Regions from separate parts of the Zea mays genome. Here region 2 is linked to region 1. The links are chromatin contacts, called in public Hi-C maps. All regions are on one chromosome and are shown on one strand. Each heading gives the region's core, a stretch centred on a gene start, on an enhancer-like site or on the middle of the called end of the contact. The rest is flanking DNA. Distances are from core to core; before and after follow the strand shown.

The links. Hi-C and Micro-C count contacts between places; a contact is called where the count stands out from the background.
Region 2: a Hi-C map of tassel shows a contact between it and region 1, with 5 times the contacts expected there. The contact joins the enhancer-like site here to the promoter of LOC100382343 in region 1. A contact is called at or near these places in 4 of 25 Hi-C or Micro-C datasets (bundle sheath, ear, leaf and 1 more).

The regions. Positions count from the first base shown.
Region 1 is chr3:42,819,274-42,822,206 of Zm-B73-REFERENCE-NAM-5.0, forward strand. LOC100382343 (DNA gyrase subunit B mitochondrial) reads right to left here and starts at 1,508. Exons shown (of 21, transcript NM_001175090.1): 1 at 1,313-1,508; 2 at 1,098-1,224. The coding sequence starts at 1,464.
Region 2 is chr3:42,997,866-43,000,884 of Zm-B73-REFERENCE-NAM-5.0, forward strand. No RefSeq gene overlaps it. Among protein-coding and RNA genes, the nearest start is that of LOC100284468, 120 kb to the right of the region's middle. Within about 2 kb of position 1,301, at least 15 of the 20 cell types and tissues checked have an H3K27ac peak or open chromatin away from gene starts, as enhancers often do. A contact at or near this core is called in ear, leaf and tassel, where this site is marked.

The sequences.
Region 1 (2,933 bases), core at 258-2,757:
AGAGCAGAGCCTGCCGCAGTGCCCACCTTGCCGGCTTCAGGCGAGGTGCCGCACCACAGTGAGCCCAACCGGGCGCTTGGATGCCTAGTCGGCGCCTAGGCAACGCCGTGATAACAATGGTGCTGCTCTACGCTGTTTCTCTCCAACTTTCCTTCTCTAGCCCCTCATTCATACTTGGAATCCTAGATAGGAGACACGCCAGTGGCCGCGCAAGGCTCACCAGATTTTGGGCTTGGCAGTCGGCTGAGCGCCAAATCAAAGCAATCCTGCTGTTGGGCAGCCACAGCCCATAGGCTATGGTTGCTAGCAAGCAACCTGGTGTCACAACCTGGGTAGGGCACAACAGCAACAAGGCACGTCGCCATGGACGACACACAGCAGCAGGGTGTGACCACCGGCCTGGCATGTCGTACATGGCACCATCTAGAGGTAGGCACGCTGCAAGCAGCACTCGGCAGTAGGCAGCAACAGGAGGTAGATTCCCCATTCCTAAATCCCAAATATTTCAATGTTGAGTTTCACAATCCAGAAATACTCATGCCAGTTCCCATGTGCCTTTCTCAATTTTTTACAGAAAAAAATGTAAAATTTCACATGCACATGAACAATACATAGAAATCCTTTTTCTCCTGCTCCAATGGCAATTATACAATCAATGCCTAACTTGTATGTATATCTTCAGGTTCATATGCTATTGTTAATGAATGATTTGAGGAATGAACCAAATCCTCAATGGTTAGGATTTTTTTACCACTTTTATGTTCTCACCACTATGTTCTTCTAAGTGTGTAATTGAAACATCATCTACAATTATATGTTTTGGTTTTGTTATATCACTATTTGACTTGATGTGGATGTTTTAGACAATCACATATTGGCCCTAGGTGTGAAAATCAACCAGCTCCACCACTGTGTCACACGTCATTGATATATGGAAGCAATAACACTGGGCTGTGCACCTCTAGGCCTGTGGCGCAACACTACTGACAGACGATCCAGTTACTATCTGGCAAAATGACTCGGATTCTTTGCACGCCTGAATTAAAAAGCGGCCTCTGCGGCCCAAAAAAAGCAGGCTCAATTGCAGCAATAATCACCTGGACATTGGCAGCAGTGTACTCCGCGGACACCTGCTTCTCGTGCATCGCCTCAGACGCCGTCGTTGACGCCATGAACGCACGCACCCGGACCCCATTGCGCCGCGTGGCTGCCGCGGCCACAGCACTACAGTAGAAGATGGGTAGCAGCATATCATTTAATCATTAACCCTCCAGCTCCAGCATGGGAGGTGCTGGGAAGCGGGAGGACGTACCTGGGCCCAAACAGGAGCCGAGGGACGGCGGCGGTGGAGCGGGGCGCGGGGAGCATGCGGGAGGGAAATAGACTGGCGCCAGTGGAGAGGAGGCGGCCGAGGAGCGCGCGGAGGCGGGGAGGGGGAGGAATCGGCCGGAGGAGTAGCGCCATCCGCGTCGGCGAGCCCTCGCGCTCGCGGGCTCCTTGGTCTTGGCTTGCCGGCCGCCTACTTGTGGCTGAGACCAGCCGGGGCAGGAGAGCTGGGGTTTTGAGCGGAGGTGCGGGTACTGGATGAGGTCGAGGCCGAGGGTTTATGGCGCCTCGGATTTACCATATCGGGCGGCTGGTGCTACCATATCGTGCGTGGGCCTGATCATAAGCCGCTCGCGGCTGGCTAGGGTTTATGGGCTGGAACGGCCAGGAATCGCCGAGCAGTTGCTGTGGGCCTGGGGGAAGCGGGAGTGGAGTAGTGGACCTTAGTGGGCCGAATTAGAGGCTGCCCAATGCGCGGATACCTTTGGTTCAGCTCTCTGAACGACATTCGCTCCTAAAAATCTAAAATCTCAAGTAAATAAATATAATAATAGAATAGATTTTAAAAATATATAGTTTTTTATAGTCAATTTAGAATCACTATCTACCCTATTTTTTCAAATTCATGTCATCCATGTTATAAGTTATCATTCACTTACAGAATCTATAGTTGACGGTTGTTTGAAGTAAATATATCTAAAATTTTCATAGTGGTGAACTAACAACAGTTTTCTCACAACTAGGGTCAGATAGTTTATGAATCTACAACTGAACCCAGACCCTTAAAGCATCCACGTCCTGAGCCTTGGTGGTTGGTGGGATGTCGCCCTATAAAATCATATTTGTTTGACCTATAGTTTTTAGAGCTTTTTCTTAAAAACTATTGATGGGCTTTTGATCATGAGAAATCAATAATATCTTTTCGAGGGATGTTATTAGATTCCTAAGCTCAAGAAGCTACAGAAAGCCCATAAAATCAGTTTTCTCGTGTGCCCACATATACACAGCTTTTATGAGTTTCTAGCTTTTCGAAAGCTAAACCAAAATATTAGCACTGATTGTTTTGTTTTATCTTTTGCCTTTTCACACTAAAAAACAGGCGACAAGCAGAAGCAAACAGGACCTAAAGCCTTGTTTGGCATGGTTCCAATTTAAACTTTAGACTGGAGTTGAGTGGACCAGCCAAACACCCTAACTCCACCATTTTTGGAGCAGCCCAACTTTATAGAGTTATCGAAGCTCTAGTCTAGAGTTTGAGCACCTCTTTTCCAGCTCCAACCCACTCCAAAATAGATGTATACATTGAGTTTGTGTTAATATTTACCCACCGATGTCATCGATTACAAAAACAATAATTTGTTTCTCTTTTTCTCGTCCATCTAATCGTGTTTCTTCCCTAGCATACCCTTCTCGCGTTTCTTCACCAACATCATGTGTGCACCGGCACCACCCGTTGTCACTAGTGCACCATGCCCCCGACCGATTGTGCCATGCCCCCAACCGGTCGTGCCCTGCCCTCGCCCTAGCTCCTGTGGCCTCGCACACCCGGTACGCTAACAATCGTGCGCGTCGCACGCCCAACCGCGCTACTAGCCCCACCTCCTAGG
Region 2 (3,019 bases), core at 51-2,550, 180 kb after region 1:
GAACCACTTAACCCCATGGGCAAAAATGATCTATTTTTTATTGGTGCATGTGACGACCACGAGGTCTTCATGAATTTTCTTCGCCTCGAGGCAAGCTTTGTGATGATGCCACATGCCTCCCCCAATTTCCATCCTAAACTCCAACCAGGTTTCGACGCACAACCCCCCCCCCCCCCCCAAATCTCCAAAGTCTATTTGGTGGTTTCGAGGTCTAAACCACAAACCCCTTTAAAAGAAGCGTATCGACCACACCTCCTCTACGATTTGGAGACATGTCATCGTCTGTCATTAATCGCCTGATCACTATGTCCTCCCGTATGAGAAAAATTAGTGCGCGAACCATCAAGTGGAGACTCACCACAACAAGCAACCAAACATTGGGGGGCATATTTTGCATCACATCTTGGCCCCCATTGATTTTCTATCTACTCACTTGCTCTTTATTACTTTCTTACTTTCTTGCATGCATGTAGTTTCTTGTTTAACAAGCTAATATAGCAGTAGTGTAGTTGTAACTTGTAGTTTCTCTTGTTAGCTGCTTTAGCTAGTTGTACACATATAGGAGAGGTGAGACGGCGAATGAGGATCATAGAAGAGATGCTAGAGATTGGTTTAGATCCACTTGAAAAATATATTTCCGCAGCTTGATTCTTTGACGTTTAGATCATATTCCATCTCCGAGAACCAGCTCAAACTCAAAATCGCATGGCGCAGAAGAAACTAGAATCGCTTTTTTTATATATATTATATTCTGGCGTACGGAGGGTGGGGGCGAACGGCAAGATCGATTCCAAGGATTTGATGTAGCAGCATGCGGCATGTCCCAATCCATTCCAAAACCCGCAGTAGCCAGCCCGATTGCAGCAGGGCAATAAGTTGGAATCATCATAAGGTCCAGCGTTTAATCATAATACTACTACCAGCGGTGGCGACGGAATAATGGATCTCTTGGCTTGTGACCCGGGTTTAATTTTCTAATGGATACGGGAGAGTAAACAAAGCACCAATAATTCATGCATGCTCTCATGGCGAGACGTACGTGAGCCGGCCGGCAACACACACACACACACACAAAAAAGATTCTAAACCTTCGTCAAGTAGTATCAGAAAAAGAACCCAAAAAAAATGAAATGGATTCCTCCCGTGGACTGCGTGCCCGGTTAAAAAAAACGTACGGGGGCTGCTGCTGAGAAAACGACGTCCGACCGTCCACACGTCGCGGTCCTCATCAATAAATCAGCCTACACTGTAGGCATGTTAGCTAGCTAGGGACTGGACCATCGATAGATATATATAGGTGCATGGCGGATCGGTGTGTCTGGGCCGTGCGATCCAGCAGATGTGTGCGCGCACATAATATTCCTGGTCGTGTCAGATGACGGATGGAATCGCTCCAATCAGGAGGCCGGCAAACGGAACGGAGAGCCCTGTGTGCATGCATGCGCACATGATCGTTTCGCTGTGTGTTTTTTTTGGGCATATGATGATAGGCGGCCCTAGGCCGGGGAAGGGAGGGAGCGAGCTGGACAGATCGATACGTCCATATGTTTATATTTATATAGGAACATGGTCATATCACCTCTGCTGTTGGATCGGACATCTCGATCTCGGCGCCCAGCAACGTGACTAATAATCACAAATCAAAGTCGATCCACAGCTCATGGTCGTCGTTGTCGTCTTTAGCAGTTCTTGATTAGCGACATAAAAGTAACTTTTAAGGTCAGTTTCAGCATGAGCTTTATCTGAGTTTATTTGCACAACATGCATGTCAGTAAGCTTAATAACTTGGCATGTTAAATTATGAAGGAATTAGCTAGCTAGGATACGTGCATGTTTCCATATTTATGGAGACATGCATATTTAATAACTTGGGCAATGTTATTTATGAGTTACTACAATTTTGAAGGAAGGAAGTAGTTGTTTCACATGCATATACATACAATAAGAGATAAGTGGAAGATATATATATATGTATTCCCTATTTTTTTAATAGTAGTAGTAGGTAGCATGTGTATACCACAAGTCCACAATGCATGATATGGCAGCTAGCTGCCAAGATCACAGTAATAATAATGCCAGCACATAGCCAAGAGCAAGGAAGGAATCGTTGAGCAGTGGTGGTGCTAAGATCCGATCCGAGCACAACTTAACGACGTACGTCCGAGATCGACCAAAGAAACAAGAATCGATCGTTGGCTCGACCATACAAGAAATAATGATCGAGACAGCATGCATGGTGGTGCTAGTTAAGATCTAGAGGAAGAACGCATACATGTCCAGATCAATTGGGTACTATGCATGTGTGCGCATGGGCCGGGTGATAGCGCGAGCAGTTTGATATATAATATAAACCATTGAGATAACGAAGGGCCAGATTAGAGATGGCCAAACGGGCCGCCTGGCTCGGTCCGGCCCGGACCCGGTGAAGCCCGGTCCATTTTGGGTCCGGCCCGCAGCGGGTCTAACCGGCCTGGCCCGTTTAGCACGGAAAAAGCTGGCCGAGCCGGTTAGGCCCGCTGTGGGCCGGGCTTCACCGGGCCCAGGCCGAACCGAGCCAGGCGGCCCGTTTGGCCATCTCTAATCTGACCCTTCGTTATCTCCATGGTTTATATTATTAGCACGAAAAAAGCTAGCCGAAAAACGGGCTAAGTGGGTCGGTATGCACGTTTTAGTGCAAAAAAACGGGCTTAACAGACTTAAAGGTAAACGGGCCGTGCCGGGCTAGCCCACCGTACCTAGTTTCCTGTCCGAGCCCGGCTCGCTTATTCGTACCGGTCCGGCCCGGGCTCGCATAGGATCGAGTCGTGCCGGGCTCGAAACGGGCCCAAACACCAGATTTCGTGCCGGGCTCGCGGGCCTCGTGCTTATTGGTCATCTATAGGCCACCAGATGAACGGGGTGGACAACGTGGCTAGACGAGACGAGGTAATACTCTGCGTCTGTGGGTCTCGCCTGCAGCACCCAGGAGCCCCGCGAGTTGCGCTTTGGACCGTGCATTTCGTCTTCATTTCCCATAATT